2 separate regions of the Rattus norvegicus genome follow, and region 1 is linked to region 2. Evidence: chromatin contacts called from public Hi-C data. All regions are on one chromosome and are shown on one strand. Each heading gives the region's core, a stretch centred on a gene start, on an enhancer-like site or on the middle of the called end of the contact. The rest is flanking DNA. Distances are from core to core; before and after follow the strand shown. Region 1 overlaps LOC134486937 (a long non-coding RNA gene). Region 2 overlaps Ctnnal1 (catenin alpha-like 1).

Region 1 (7,342 bases), core at 1,366-3,865, 520 kb after region 2:
TGGCCTCTGGAAAACAAAACCTCCTAATTCATTTACCAGTTTCCACCCCACCTCACTCCTCTTCAGATGCAGGCACCATGGTGAAGCACACTCTTCCGATGGTTACACTTCTGATGATAGGTGTGTGGTCACCTCCACAGTGGACAGAGCCCAGACTGTCACGTTCCGCAGTCACGGAGCCACCTAGTTTCAGATATCATCTTTGGGATGTAAGAGCTTGAGGAAGAGGCAGTGAGGGACATTTACTCTTTTAGTCACTCGGCGAGTACTGATTAGCAATATGAAGAGGCCTTGTTTCATGGAGTTTATATGTGAGGAGAGAAGTGAACGAAGTCACCGGTATCTGCTCTTAAGAGGACCAGGCCACTACAGCTCCACCTAGAGAATGGGGACGTGGGTAGTTGTCTACGTCCTGGGCTCCTCTACAACCACGTTCTTTGCCATGTGACTTTGTAGTTTCGTCTATGAAAAGCAGAAAGACTTCCCTCTTGCTTGATTTGGAGTTGGCTTTGAGACTTGCATGGGCATGCTGGAAGATGGGGTGCAGCGGGGCTTGGGGTGGGCTTTCGGGGCTGTGTTCATCGTGTGTAACTCTACTTCCACTGCACAGACTGTCCCAGGCGACTCTATGTTCGAGAGGAAGGAGAAAAACGCAAAGTACAACTAAACTGCAAACAAACGGTTGTTTCAGGACATGGACTTTTGGGAGTGGCTTCTTATTCAGCCTCGAGACAGGGGGTGAGGAGAGTTAATTCTCTCTTCTGAGAGATTTACATGACAACCTTGAATTGGAAGTACTGGTCCAGAGGGACTGGCCTGCATTAGTATGGGGCCTCATATTTCTTCGATACAAGAAGGTAATTCCATAGAATAGGTACCCTCATATAGCTGTTTCAGCAGCACCTAGGAAATCCGAGACTCTTTTCCATATAGCCTGAAAGAACCATTTGATGAAATATTATCTCTGGACGTCATCCAGAGGTCCTGAGAGGCAAGCCTTTTCTTTTTCTAAAGATCAATTTTTATTATTTTTAATTATGTGTATAGGTTTATGTAAGGGTAGACACACTTGAGTGCAGGTGTCCTCCGAGACCAGTGGCATTGGAGCCCCCTAACCAGCCTAGCATTGTTCTTTTTTTTTTCCCCTTTTTCTCTTTTTCAGAGCTGGGGACCGAACCCAGGGCCTTGTGCTTGCTAGGCAAGCGCTCTACCACTGAGCAAAATCCCCAACCCCCCTAGCATTGTTCTTGATTGGCACGTGGGCACAGAACATGTGGAATAGTCTTCTAGTTCTAAAGTCTGACTTAACCCCTGTTAAACTAGTGAGTTTATTGAGATAGTTTGCCTGGCATCTTCTGGATGATCTCTTCCCAAGCAAAAAGCCACAACTGATTTGGTTTATCTGTCCTCTTGCCTGCCCACACATCCATGGTGGCTAGAAGGATTAGGATGGAGAGACAAATGGAACATGAGTGCTCTTAGAGGGGTCAGAGACGAACAGAGGGTGCATGACTTTGTTCTTTTTCTGTTGCTGAGATAAAATACTGTGACAAAAATCAACCTAAGGAAATAAGGGTTTATTTTTTGGTTCATAGTTCCAAGGTGTCAAGGCAGCAAGAACTTGAAGCAGCTCATCACATCACACCCGTGATCGTGAATGGGGTATGAATAGCTGAGCTGCTGCTTTTCTCCACTTATACAGTCCATGTTCCCAGCCAGGGAATGATGCCACCCACAGTGGACCGGTCTTCCTATCTCACTTAACTAATACATTTAAGATAATAACCCCAAAGGCATGTCCAGAGGCCCATCTCCTAGATGAGTTCTAAATTCTATCAAGTTGACAGCACCAACCATTACAGGGCCACAGACTGTTATAAGGAGGCAGAACGTGTCTTTAATTCTAACACTCGGGAGGCAGAGGCAGGTAGATCATTGTGGGTTTGATGCTCGTCTGATCTACAGAGCAAATTCAAGGAGAACCAGGGCTATATAGATACTCTGTCTCAAAACCAACCAACCAACCAGAAAAAAAGAAGCAGTTCTGATGCCAATGTAGAGTGGAGAGTGTTTTGGGGAAAGCCACTTTGTCGGGTATTCCTCATTCCCCCATCCACGTATGTTCTTGATTTTCAACCCCTTTGCTCTAAGCCCGGAGAAGCTGCCTTTTATGGCTTGTACCCTGGGCTTCTTTGGCTTCTATTTGGGTCCAACCAACAAGAGACAACATCAGGATATAGGAGAGTGGAGCAGGCCGAGCGTGGGATGGATTTTTACTTCACCCCGCCCACCGGCTGCCTTTTGGCAGCTTGCCGCATTCTTCCCCAGCCTCCTCTGGGCCTTTAAGTTTGGGGAGCAGTAATTGCTTCCCATGCCTGCAGATGCCCACACACTTTCTCATCTTTACTTCCTTGAACCCGTTCAGCCCTCTCTCAGTAATCTCTCCGCGGCGGCACACTCTCCAATTGCCTTTTCCAATGTGCCCCGTGCATCCTGCAAAGACAGGAAAACAAAAACATTGCCTGGAAAGGTCAATAATCCTGGCCTCCGTGCAGCTCGGTTCAATTCAATTTAGCAAACATTGACTGAGTGAGGTCTTCTTTCCCAGGTTGTGCGCCAGGAACTGGGGTCAGAGAAAACACAGACACAGAACCTATCTGCGGGGACCTAGGCGTAGCTTCCTGGGAGGCTGGATGCGGGGAGAAGGGGAAGCACGTACTGTGGTAGGCAAGTAGGGTACAACTGGGTCTGAAGCTGTGAGATGCTGGAGCTGTGAGGTGCTCCCTCCTCTAGGTCATCTGTGTTGGTTGGGGACCCCCTACCATCATCCAGTTGTCTCCATTTTGGCTTCTTTTCAAGGAGCCCGACCCGCCTACTTAGCTAGGCGCTACTGGCTCCCCGTCGAGGAGTGTCTGGGAGAGGAAGAGAGACTTGGCAGCATGGGCCTGGGAGCCCTGGGGTGGAGATAAGAACTTTATCTGCTCTGTGCCCTAGATGGTCCACTGGGATTCCTGAGCCTATGAGCAACTTATGCTGATGTAGGGAGGGTGAACCTGGCAAATTCTGTAAACCTTAAAAAGGGATGAGATTTTTACCTCCTCTAGTTAAGAAGAAAACACCAGAGAGAGCAGCGGTCCTGGGGCCCTCTGACTTGTGCTTTTTCTAGTGCTGTCTTTTTCAATCTTATTTACAGTGGTAGAGCGCTTGCCTAGCAACCGCAAGGCCCTGGGTGGTTCGGTCCCCAGCTCCGAAAAAAAGAAAAAAAAAAAAAAAAGAAAAAGAAAAAGAAATGTGCATCAATCTTATTTACAAAGCCGGGTTCTGAGCATGCTAGATATGTACTCTACTACTGAATTATTCTTTATCCGTATCCCCACTCCCTCCTTTTAACGTAAGGTTTTGCTAAGTTGTTGAGGCTGGCCTGGAACTTGTGATCCCTCTGTCTCCGCCTCTAGAGTAGCTAATGTCTACATATACCGGGCCCGTTCCTTTCTTCTTTTTAAAAATATTTTATTCATTTTATGTGTATGAGGACACCGTAGCTGTCTTTGACACATCAGAAGAGGGCATCAGATCCCATTACAGGTGGTTGTGAGCCACCATGTGGTTGCTGGGAATCGGAACTCAGGACCCGTGGCAGAGCAGCCAGTGCTCTTAACCACTGAGCCATCTCCCCAGCCCACCAGGCCGGTTTTCAATATGGTCTGAGAATGTGTTACAACAGCGAGTTTATACAGCGTCCTTGCTTGCTAGACTCTTGGGCGTTGAACTCTGACCCACTCATCCGTTTCTTTCTAGGATTGTTCCTGAAGGAGTAACATGGGTGTGATGACCTCTGTTGGAAGAATGAGATGACCGTGGCTTGTGACAGAGAAGGGACCTATGCCATTTATGGCACAGCTGGGACTTGATACAAAGAACCTCGAGGGCTGAGACAGTCAACAGGAATACAGATGGAGCCACCTGCTCCTTGCTGGAGACTGTTTGCAACAAGTTTACATCAGTTCTCTTCTACTCTGGGGACAGCCTTGGAGGCATAAAGGTGAACAGCACCAGGCTTTACAGTCAGGGCTTCAAAGACTTGAAGGTAAGCATCACGATCATACCAAGAAGAGGCGGGACATACACTGAAACCGAGACACCCATTTTTAACCCGCCGACTTCATTCAGAGGCAGGAAGGGAAGGAAGACCCGGGACAGTCACATGTTACTTGTACGTACATATGTACGTACGCCTCTACACCGTGGCTCATTTTCCCTTCACCATCTCTTAAAGACAAGGAGAAAAGGAAATTTAAAAAACAGATGCGTGAAGCATCTGGATTTTAGGAACTGCGATTTTGGGAAAGTCGAGAGCAGTACAGGGTGACTTGAATGAGTCTGGTGGTCCAGGCTCTCTCTCTGCTACTGAGGAGCTGTGTGACTCTGACCATACTCACTTCACTCTTTGGGCTTCATCCGCATCCTTATCTACCTCCAGAGAGCTTTCATGACATTTTTATTGGGGGGTATGGGGGTGGGGGACAGTGCTAGAGGGGTGCAGGATTTTAGCGTCAAGCACAAGTCTTTATCGCCCTCTACTGTTCAGCTGCAGCACTGCGGGTCTGATTTGTTAGGTTCTCTAGAAAGCAAGCTTTTACGCCTTGCAATAATAAGCTGTGAGCTACCAAGTCCATCCACAGGAGTCTATAAGGTAACAAGAGAAAGCCAGTCCTCTCTCTCGCTCTCCCATCCCATCGACTTGGAAGTCCTGCTGGTCTCGCCCACACAGTTTCAATTAGTTTCCTAAGTGCTGCCTCCTGACTGTTGAAGCGCACACCCTCTCCGCCCTGACCCAGCTCCCCTCCATCATTACAGTTACCACACAGCATGTCAGCTGCCCTTGGCCATGCCTGTCTTTTTAGCTCAAAGTCTGCTGTCACTTGCCTTGTATTCCCCCCACCCCCTGTATAGCATGGGACACATGACCTCCCCAAACAAGTTAGTTCAAACGGTGACGACCAGACGGAAGAATAGATGAATCAAAGAAGCTCAGTGAGCGGAGGAAGGCTTGGGGGTGAGGAGGAGCTTCGAGGGTTCGGAGGGAGGCTTCCCATACAGGAAACTCCCTAGTTCCAAACTTTTGGGGTTCAGAGCATCAGCGAACAGAGGGGCAGATGGAGGGCTTTGGGGGTGCAGCTGCTCACACAGGTGTGCTCACCTGGAGAAGATGCTACCCTCAGAGTGCCCTCAGGGTCTGCACGCTACTCGACAAGAAACACGCACTTTGAATGGCGATCCAGAGGGGCTCAGCCATCTGTCACTTGGTCAGTGTTTTTCCTGGTGTCCTCCAGTTCTATCTGGGCTAATCCACACCGTGGCGGAAGCGATACCTGAATACCCAGTCCATCCTCTATCCTGAAGCATAGTTGCAAGGGTAGGGGCAGGTTATTGGGTTTCTTTGAAAGTGTTTTCCACATTTGCTGTCTTTTTTAAAAAGCATCCCCCACCCCCGTACTTGCTATCTTTAAAAGGAGAAAGATTCTTTTTTTTTCTTTTTCTTTTTTTTGGAGCTGGGGACCGAACCCAGGGCCTTGCGCTTGCTAGGCAAGCGCTCTACCACTGAGCCAAACCCCCACCCCAAGGAGAAAGATTCTTGGTATACGTCCATGTCAGTTTCTATTTGTGTCCATGTCCCTGTGTGTGTGTGTGTGTGTGTGTGTGTGTGTGTGTGTTTGTGTGTGTGCATGCCCACGTTGTGTGTATGTCCACACGTGTGTGCGTGTATCTGTGTGTGTGTGTCTATGTGTATGCACACACGTGTGTGTACATCCTCGGTACAGGCCAGAAGGTCAGAGGTGACCTGTGGGTTCTTCCTGCAGCTGGAGTTACAGGTGGTTGTGAGATTCGAGATCTGGGAATCAAACGTGGATCTTCTAGAAGAGCATTAAGTGCTCTTAACGTGCTGAGCCACGTCTCCAACCCCTTTCATTTGATGTCTTAAAGTCTATCTTAGTCACACATGCTAGGCACTGAGCTTCAAAACTCCCAGGCAGGAAGCCTGAGAGTCTTTGATTACCCCAAGCTTCTGAAATTGGTCTCTGGTTGTCAAAACGATTGGATTGACTTTGTTTTGGTGCTTGATTCTCTCGAGCACTCTCTCTTAAACTACTCCATTCTTAGTTTCTAGAAACCTTATCCCTAGTCTCTTTTGTAGGTATCTTTTCCCCAAGAACCTTACTTTGAAATTCCGACTGTGCTGTGCTGGGCCTGTCTCATTTCTGACTCTGTAGATTCTCCCTCCATGACTTCATCCCTTCTCCTGACCAACCTCATGCTCATGACTCACCAAGACGGTCTCAACCCATCATTACTGAGCCCTGGGGACCATCCGTCCAGATGCCTTTTTGATACCTCTACTGGAACATCTCAGTGGCAACACACTCAGTGTGCCCCTCGAAGGTTCTCTTCATCTTCCTCGGCCTCCTCCCCCGCTCCCACCCCCTCTTCTGTGTTCTTATTTCAGTGAGCGCCTCCCTGGAGCTGGCCTGGGTTCCTGCTCTAGAATATATCATTGTTATGCAGTACCCACAGCCCCTCACCATTTTGACTCAGAGAGTCTATTTCCTAGCCTTGGCTTCCCTATGGGTCTTATCGCAAGGGAACGGTCATGTGACGTTTCCTAACAGGCCCTTATGGCACTGGGCTGGGGTCTCCAAAGCCAGATGCTACAGATAGCTATTATGCCTTCTGCCTGGATCCCTGGATAGGAGATGCTTAGAGCAGACCTGATTATGACCTGTAGTCAGTAGCCAAGCCCAGTGGAGCAAGCTCCAGTCTAGTGAACCCACAGATGCATGGATACAATGTAAGCGCGTGCAAGTTATGTCAGCCACTAGGACTTCTATTCACTTTTGCTACTCACTCGCCTCACCAAGCCCTCCCATTTCCCCTCCCACATCTGTCTCCATTCTTCCGGTTAGCTCCTTTCCCATCATGGCTGTCCCTAGCTGGGCCTTTTGCTATCTCTCTCACTCAGACTCTTACAAGGCCTTTTCCTGATGTTCTCACCTTCGGTCTTGGGTTCCCTGGCCTAATCTCTGCACAGTAGCAGAAGTGATCTTCCTAAATTCCAATTACACCCCAACCCTTTCTTCAGGCACCACAGGGCTTGTCCTAGAGAGTGAGAGAGGCACCCACGCCTGTGGCGCGTGAGGCACCCAAGTGCTTCGGGAAGCTCAAGACCTCTGTGCTTTTCACACCGCTGATCGTCGGTGTTCTTGGTCCTGTCTGAGCCGCATGCTTTTTCTTGCTCAGCTCCTTCTGCCAGTCCTTTACTTTCCACTTGCTCCAGTGTCACCCC
Region 2 (7,810 bases), core at 3,510-6,009:
CTCTATACCTAAGGCCCTCCAGTTACTCTGTAGAGCCACACAGACCTGGGGTCCCCAGCCTCATAAACTACCTATTCCCTTCTGCTGGCATCCCCAGATCACGTCATAAGATCTCCAGTTACAGAGGAGCCATTTTTCTTCAGCATGTAACCACTGGTAACTTGATTCAGTAAATAATCTCACAACTTGTACACATGTAAGCAACCCCAGTTAAACAGTGGGTTATTAAAAAAAATAAAGGAGACGTGAGAATAGGACAGCCATGACTTGAGAAGAAGAAAAAACAAGTTCCAGAGGGAGAGGGTCAGGAAAGAGAGAGGGAGATCAAAATGCTTTATATATATGTATAAAACTTTCAAATAAGTAAGACATTACTATTTAAAATCTTCAAGTATGAATGAGTCATGAATCCTGGGGAATGAGGTCAGGTTGGAAATCTGTTGTTTCCACCTAACTATGATTGAATTAGCCTCCAGACATATTCCACACCAGCTATATAAGATGACCAATCCAACTGTTACATTTTATTGTAATTTCAGATTTTGTATGTTCACCTTGCATTTTATAATGAGTGAAAACCATAGCCAAACAAGCGCAAGGGGTGGTCAGGACACATTAACGTGCAGAACACAGAAGACCCCTTAAAACGCCACAGCAAGGGCTGCAGACAAACAAGGCTTGGCTGGGATAGTAAGAGTATTTGCTGCTCCTTCAGAGGACCCAAATGCAGCTCACAGAACCACGCAGCCCCAGCCACCTGTAATTTCAGCTCCAGGGAATCTGACACCCTCTTCTGGCCTCTGAGGTCACACACACACATACACACACACACACACACACACACACACACACACACACACACACACTCACTAACCATAATACTAAATACTTTCTTAATGCTATCACAACAGTAAGAGATAAAAGACAAATGTACTTGGCAGCAATAATAAGGCAAATCTAACAATGATTTAGGAAGAAAGCTAGTCCTGGTAGTAAGCTATAAGCTAGATCAAGAATATGGGGGGAGGATGAACTTTGACTGGGTTAATACTGTGCCATTGGTGGTTAGCATGATCTCAGTTTGAAATAGCCCTCCGCATCTTTCCTAGCCCTGAAAGAGAAGCTAGCTTCGGTGGGCACTGCATGATTCTCTTCCCCTCATCCTTCATCATTCCACATTCTCTTAGTTCTCACAGCTTCCCTGCTGTTTCTGTTTGAAGATAGCTCCCCAATCTCTGTCCATTCCTGACACTGGCCTTTGCATTCAACATGGGCAAAGCACAATGCTTGATTTCCACTCTACAAGCCTAATGTCCTCCCTTGGTGTACTGCACCTCGGCCAGTGGCATTAGCATTTGTAGTGTTAGTTGAGTCAAAGCATTTAGAACATCATATCACCCCACTGCTTCCCAAGGCTGAGGGGGCTCAGCACCATCACACTGGGAAACACAGAACACTGGGCTTCTGCAGAAATGCAGTGCCGTCCACTCCACGGTGTCTCAGCCCTCATCTGCACTGCTCCTGACTCTGCAAGGTGCATAAATCACACCTGTCCTGCCTCTGTAGACTCTGACTCCACTCACCCTTCCACCTGTCACCTCAGTAATGCACCTACTCTAACAACCTTACAGTCTTTTCAACCACCCCCAGGCACCTTTCTCTTCTTATCCTTCAGGATCCTATCTCTCCGAGTACTTGTGAAAATAAAACTTACCTCCAGGAAGTGAATTAAGTCCTGGGAAGTTTTCAGTGGCCCCTCTCCTCTAAAAAAGAATGTTATTAGAATAAATATAAATATGAGCCTGGAAGTTGGCTTATAGAACATTAATGTTTTAGAGTATTCTGTATATTAGCAGAACTCAATTTATAAAGAATATGATCATACCGATAATATTGTGACATTTTCCTTAAAACGGCTTTCATAATTACTTCCTAATTATATGTCTTATATGTTAATTTCACAATGCAAAGAGAACTGAAACTGGTCAGGTGATTACTGCTATTTGTCTTTTTCTGGCTGCCTTTATTTTGCTTCAGGCATAAATATATGAGATCAGATACTATGTGTCAACCAAATGCATTTCCTATGCAATGAAAAGAGCACCGGACCCTGGCGGGAGCTCAGCTTCAGCTTCAGTGGGGCTTCCAGTTCTAACTGTAGAAAATAATCGCAATACTACTGTACTGACAGTCTTAGTCAGGAGTTTAAAGCTACCAAGAACTAGGAACTCTGAAAAATGAAAGGTAAATTCCAACAGAGCAGCCAGCAGATGCTGGAGAGGAGCTTTGGCCTGGGCACAAATCAGGAGATGCACACACACTCCTGCAGCAACAACTCCTGCCTCCCCTAACAGCTGTGAGGTGCAAACAAACTCTTTCTGTTGTCTGTTAAATGCTGGGAGGAGCAACTGGAACCATGAGACAGAATTATATCGAAAGTTACAAGGAAAACTTGAAAAGCACTAGACTGTCTTTAATATTTTATTAAGAAATAGGAATTGTTATATAGAAATAATTATTAATACATTTATATACGTCATTACAATGATCTCAAGCAATTGCCTGAGGAAGGGCTATCAACATGCCTAGGGACAGGACAGATCTCCAGACTGAAGGCTACCCAGTGACCTTGCTGGGAGTACCTAGATGACGTTGGCATGCCAAAGGACGTAGGGGAGAATGTTGAGGAAACATGCAGACACTGTGGCAGAATAACAACTTGTGCTTTGACCACAAGGAGCTGTTGGCATTGTGGAGACATGCCTCAGTGAACAATACAGCACACATTCATGTGGTACAGGACTGTATTCCTGAACCTTAGTACTTCTAACCCCAAACCACATATCCCAGCCGGCAGGACTTCAGCTAGCCTCTGCTACTCCATGGGGTTATTCTTCACATGTCTCAATCTTTGCTTAACTTTGTGAAGATTTATTTATTTATGGTGCATACCTATAGTCCCAGGACTCAGGAGCACGAGACAAGAAGGTTCCTGCAAGTTCTAGGCCAGCCTGGGCTGTCGTCTGAGACCCTGTCTCAAAAATGGCCAAATAAGCAAACACGTAAACAAATTAAAATGACACTGCATACCTAGTAAATAAATACAGAGAATAGGCCATCCTGGACATATTCCGTCCATGTCGAACGATCTCGTTGTCGTCATCTTCCCATTTCTCGATTTCACAGTCAGCATCGGAGGAAAGCAATCCCAGCTTCAGCCCAAGCTTGGCTATCTTGGCTTGCTCCTACAAACACACTAATCACAGGTCTGTCCTTGGAAGGAAGATTTCACAACTCTGTCTCGTTATGGGTACGAGACTGTTACACAACCAAAGAGCTTACCTCTGAATCAGGTTTGTCAGACTTCACTGATTTCAGGTTTGCATTATTTTTCTGTGACAATAAAAAGGTTAGAAAGTCTTAGTATTCAATTGTGAGGAAAGTTATAATAGAAAACATATGAACTTGTAAGGAACTGCAACTTTACAATACCTAGCAGGTGGTAAAATTAAGCAGGTTATTCTACTGGGTGACTTCTGCTCAGAGCAAGTCATCAGTTTGGAATTCAGGGCTAACGGGACAAAGACAGAGGGTAATGTCCAATCTGCTTTCTGTGTTACTAGCTGCCTGCTTCTTTTCACAAGGTCTTTAGGGACCTTAAGACAGCACCTAAAATATTCTCAGAATCTACTGATACTGTGCCCAGAGCTCCCTGACTTCTCTGTTACAATAATATTATTGTAACATTTGAATGATTCTGATGAAATGTCATTTGTAAGGATGTTCCTACTAGTTATGATGCTATAATCTGATGCCTTCAACACTCTCAATTTTAATACAGTTTTACTGCTGCTGCAGTGGCTAATCCTGAAGCCCATATTGTAAAGACCCTACATTTTGAATTTAGGATTTACCATAAGCCAGTGCTCAATGGTCTCCAATTTTAGGAAGAACATGTTTTGGCATAAGTATTAGGAGCTCAGTGCATTTCCTCTAGAAGGGAAGAAGCCTATCATAGGTCACCAGGCTAGTTCTGAGATTCCTGCTAATTCCAGCAACACAGAGCAACCACCAACTATAACACTGCTTCTTTGAAATATATATTCGAAAGTTCTTTGGAGATGACAGCCCACAGTGAGAATTTCTCATACTCTCAGACATATCAGGAGTTCAATAGAGACTGACCAACAGCTGGAGAAAGCAATTGTCCAGTAGAAACACTTATTCAAATTAAACACACACACACACACACACACACACACATGACATACATTTACATATGTATATACAAGATGTGAATTACAGCCAAATAAATATTCATGTGCCTGTCTAGCTTGGGAGTCACATGGTCTTTAGTTCCTTCCAGTAGGCCACAAAGCAATGTGAGTCAAACTCAGTACCTTCTCAATGCTTCTACATTTTACTTAGACTTCATTCCCTATCTTTCTCATATAAACTACTTGTGTTACATGATTTTTATTTTTACAAATTGGATTGCAAAAGTACTTAATGAATGTTAAGAACTGTAGAAGACAAACAAGCCATCTTTAAAGTGTGGCCACAGGGCAGTGACAAAGCTCAGTGAGTAGAGGCCCTGGCTACCTGGCCTGACAGCCTACGTCTGGTCCTCAGGACCCACACAGTGGAAGGAGAGAACCAACCCCTTCAGATGTCTTCTGGCCTGCACACACCTACCACCTACCACGGCACAGGCTCACACCACACCACCCCCGCCAGGAAAAATGAAAAAATGTAAAAACAAAAACAGACAAAAGGAAACTGTGGTCAACCTTGCCACCTAGCGGACACTATTGGGAAATACAGTTCTGTTACATAAAGCTAAAGCTTTCCAAAAATAATTAGCACAAGACTCTAAGTTTGCTCTCTGAAAAATGAGATACAGTTCTCTAAAAATATAGTTAACTGTGCTACATTCAACTAAGGAAGTGGTTTATATTTTGAGATTGTTATTAAATATGTTATTATATTATATATATTAAATTTAATATATATATAAAATATGTTAGTGTCCACTAAGTTCAATAAAATCTTCCCTTCAACCCATTGTACTGGAAATGGAGCCTGCACCTATGAAAGGAGGCAAGTGCTTCAGCAGTGAGCCACTGCAGGAGCACTCCCTCAGTGCAGGAGCACTCCCTCACTGCAGGAGCACTCCCTCACTGCAGGAGCACTCCCTCACAGCAGGAGCACTCCCTCACAGCAGGAACACCTCACTCACAGCAGGAGTACTCCCTCACAGCAGGAGCACCTCACTCACAGCAGGAGCACTCCCTCACAGCAGGAGCACTCCCTCACAGCAGGAGCACTCCCTCACAGCAGGAGCACCTCACTCACAGTAGGAGCACCTCACTCACAGCAGGAACTCTCCCTCACAGCAGGAGCACCTCACTCACAGCAGGAGTACTCCCTCACAGCAGGAGCACCTCACTCACAGCAGGAACTCTCCCTCACAGCAGGAGCACCTCACTCACAGCAGGAACACCTCCCTCACAGCAGCAGCACTCCCTCACAGCAGGAGCACTCCCTCACAGCAGGAGCACCTCACTACAGCAGGAGCACCTCACTCACAGCAGGAACACCTCACTCACAGCAGGAGCACTCCCTCACAGCAGGAGCACCTCACTACAGCAGGAACTCTCCCTCACAGCAGGAACACCTCACTCACAGCAGGAGTACTCCCTCACAGCAGGAGCACTCCCTCACAGCAAGAACACCTCAAACACAGGAGCACTCCCTCACAACAGGAGCACCTCACTACAGCAGGAACTCTCCCTCACAGCAGGAACACCTCACTCACAGCAGGAGCACTCCCTCACAGCAGGAGCACTCCCTCACAGCAGGAGCACTCCCTCACAGCAGGAGCACTCCCTCACAGCAGGAACACCTCACTCACAGCAGGAGCACTCCCTCACAGCAGGAGCACTCCCTCACAGCAGGAGCACCTCACTCACAGCAGGAGCACTCACTCACAGCAGGAGCACTCCCTCACAGCAGGAACTCTCCCTCACAGCAGGAGCACCTCCTTTTTGTTTTGTGGTTGTTGATTTTGTCTGGTTTTGGATATCTGTCTTACAGGTTGTTTTGGGAATCTGTCTTACAGGTTGACATCAAATTCATAATCCTCCTGCCTCAGGCTCCCAAGTGTTGCAGGTGTGCACTTCCATGCCCAGCTGTATGATGTCTTTTCTTATCCAAAACTGTTTTATAAGAGGCCCAACATATGGCATTTAAAACAATCAACCTATGTTTATTTGATTAAATATAGCAGTAGACTAACTGTGTCATTTATTGGATTCAAGGTGGATGAAAATTTTTTAAAAAATTAGATAAAACATATAGTACAAACTGTTTCTCAAAATGATTTTGTAGTCTCTTCCTTGTTTTATTGCTACCTATATTCAGTTTACAAAAGTATTTCAGCACCGAACCATGGTGTGGATGCAAGTGCCCGCAGTGCCCAGAAGAGGGTGTCTGATACTCTTGGACCGAGTTAGAGGTGTGGTGAGCTGCCCTCCATGGGTAATGGGAACCAACCTCAAGTCCTCAGTAAAAGAGTATGCACTCGTAGCCACTAAGGCATCTCCACAGCCCCTTGTCCTTTTGAAACTCTGAGGATTTGTCTTCAGTTCTCTTCCCTACAGCAGTTATTGCCGCTGCCATTACTGTTCCCAGACATGAAAGTTTCACTGTCTAGCTTCTTACTCTTGGTACTCCTGGTACTCCTGGTATTGTCTTTGAATACTCACTATGCCTTCACCACCAAATACTATTAATAATTATTAATCTCTCTCTTCTCTTCATTTCCTTTTTATATAAGATTAAATATGTACTATCTAATATAGCAGCTGTTAGCCACAACGTGGGCAGTGTGGTTAGGATGCTATTCTCTGAACCCCAAGCTGAATGCAAATATTAAGAGGACAGGTCCTGTGTGGGCTGCTGCTCAGAGTAGTATCTCTGAATAGTGGACATAAACTCTCCTAAGTGTTCCCTGTTGCTAAGGGAGGGTAGCAGCGATACATAAAAAGAGCATAATTTCAATTCTGAAGACAGGCATTTGAGTGCACAGAGCTCCTGTACTTACCATGGGCTTTGGAAGTGAAAGATGGTCATACTTCTCTCCTACAAATAACACAAATCACTTAAAACCTTTCTACTGATACAGTTTTATTACTCAAATTTAACTTTTACAATAGCAAACAAGAAGGTTACATTAGTTGTGATACTCTAGACTGTCGATTATATGTGACTCAGATAGACAGCATAACTTGGTTTGCAGACATGAACAGTAGCAACACCTGCATCCCTAAGGCACCTACAATGCCAGAGCTCACCACCAAGTAAAGGGAAAACAAAAAGCAAAATGTGTCATTGGGATTGACTTCCATTCCCAGGCAGCCTCAATCAGAGTGGTCCTCCAGCAGCCTGCCACTCCCCCAAACCAGGATCTTCGAATCAGGACCAGCATCAGTTCTTCTTCCCTTCCTCCTTACACAAACCCCATCATCCCAACTAGCATACAGTTCTCTTACTTGGGGAAAGGACAACTCCAGTGGACAAGACAGGAGGAGGAAGTAAAACACACAGATTGGGGGTTGTGAGTAATGTGAAGTTGACCACAGGGAAGGCAGGCTGCCTGCAAGGTCCGGTTCACCCCCCTCCCATCCCCCCCCAACACACCTGCTTATCTGTCATCTTTCTGGCTTGCAGATCAGTTTACAATAGATAGTGATTTTGTTTTATAAAGCTAGTCTGTGAATTTAAGATAAGGTTTGTGCAATAAATTTTA

What was found. A called contact is a pair of places that touch in the nucleus more often than the background predicts.
Region 1: a contact with region 2 is called in a Hi-C map of frontal cortex, with 1.9 times the contacts expected there. The contact joins two enhancer-like sites. A contact is called at or near these places in 2 of 12 Hi-C or Micro-C datasets (Schwann cells and frontal cortex).

What each region holds. Positions count from the first base shown.
Region 1 is chr5:76,837,091-76,844,432 of GRCr8, forward strand. LOC134486937 (a long non-coding RNA gene) reads left to right here. Exons shown (of 2, transcript XR_010066520.1): 2 at 3,799-4,280. Among named protein-coding and RNA genes, the nearest start is that of Ptpn3, 20 kb to the left of the region's middle. Within about 2 kb of position 2,616, at least 12 of the 93 cell types and tissues checked have an H3K27ac peak or open chromatin away from gene starts, as enhancers often do.
Region 2 is chr5:76,312,627-76,320,436 of GRCr8, forward strand. Ctnnal1 (catenin alpha-like 1) reads right to left here. Exons shown (of 19, transcript NM_001106649.1): 12 at 7,106-7,143; 13 at 3,343-3,393; 14 at 3,091-3,245; 15 at 1,715-1,763. Among named protein-coding and RNA genes, the nearest start is that of Abitram, 15 kb to the left of the region's middle. Within about 2 kb of position 4,760, at least 5 of the 93 cell types and tissues checked have an H3K27ac peak or open chromatin away from gene starts, as enhancers often do.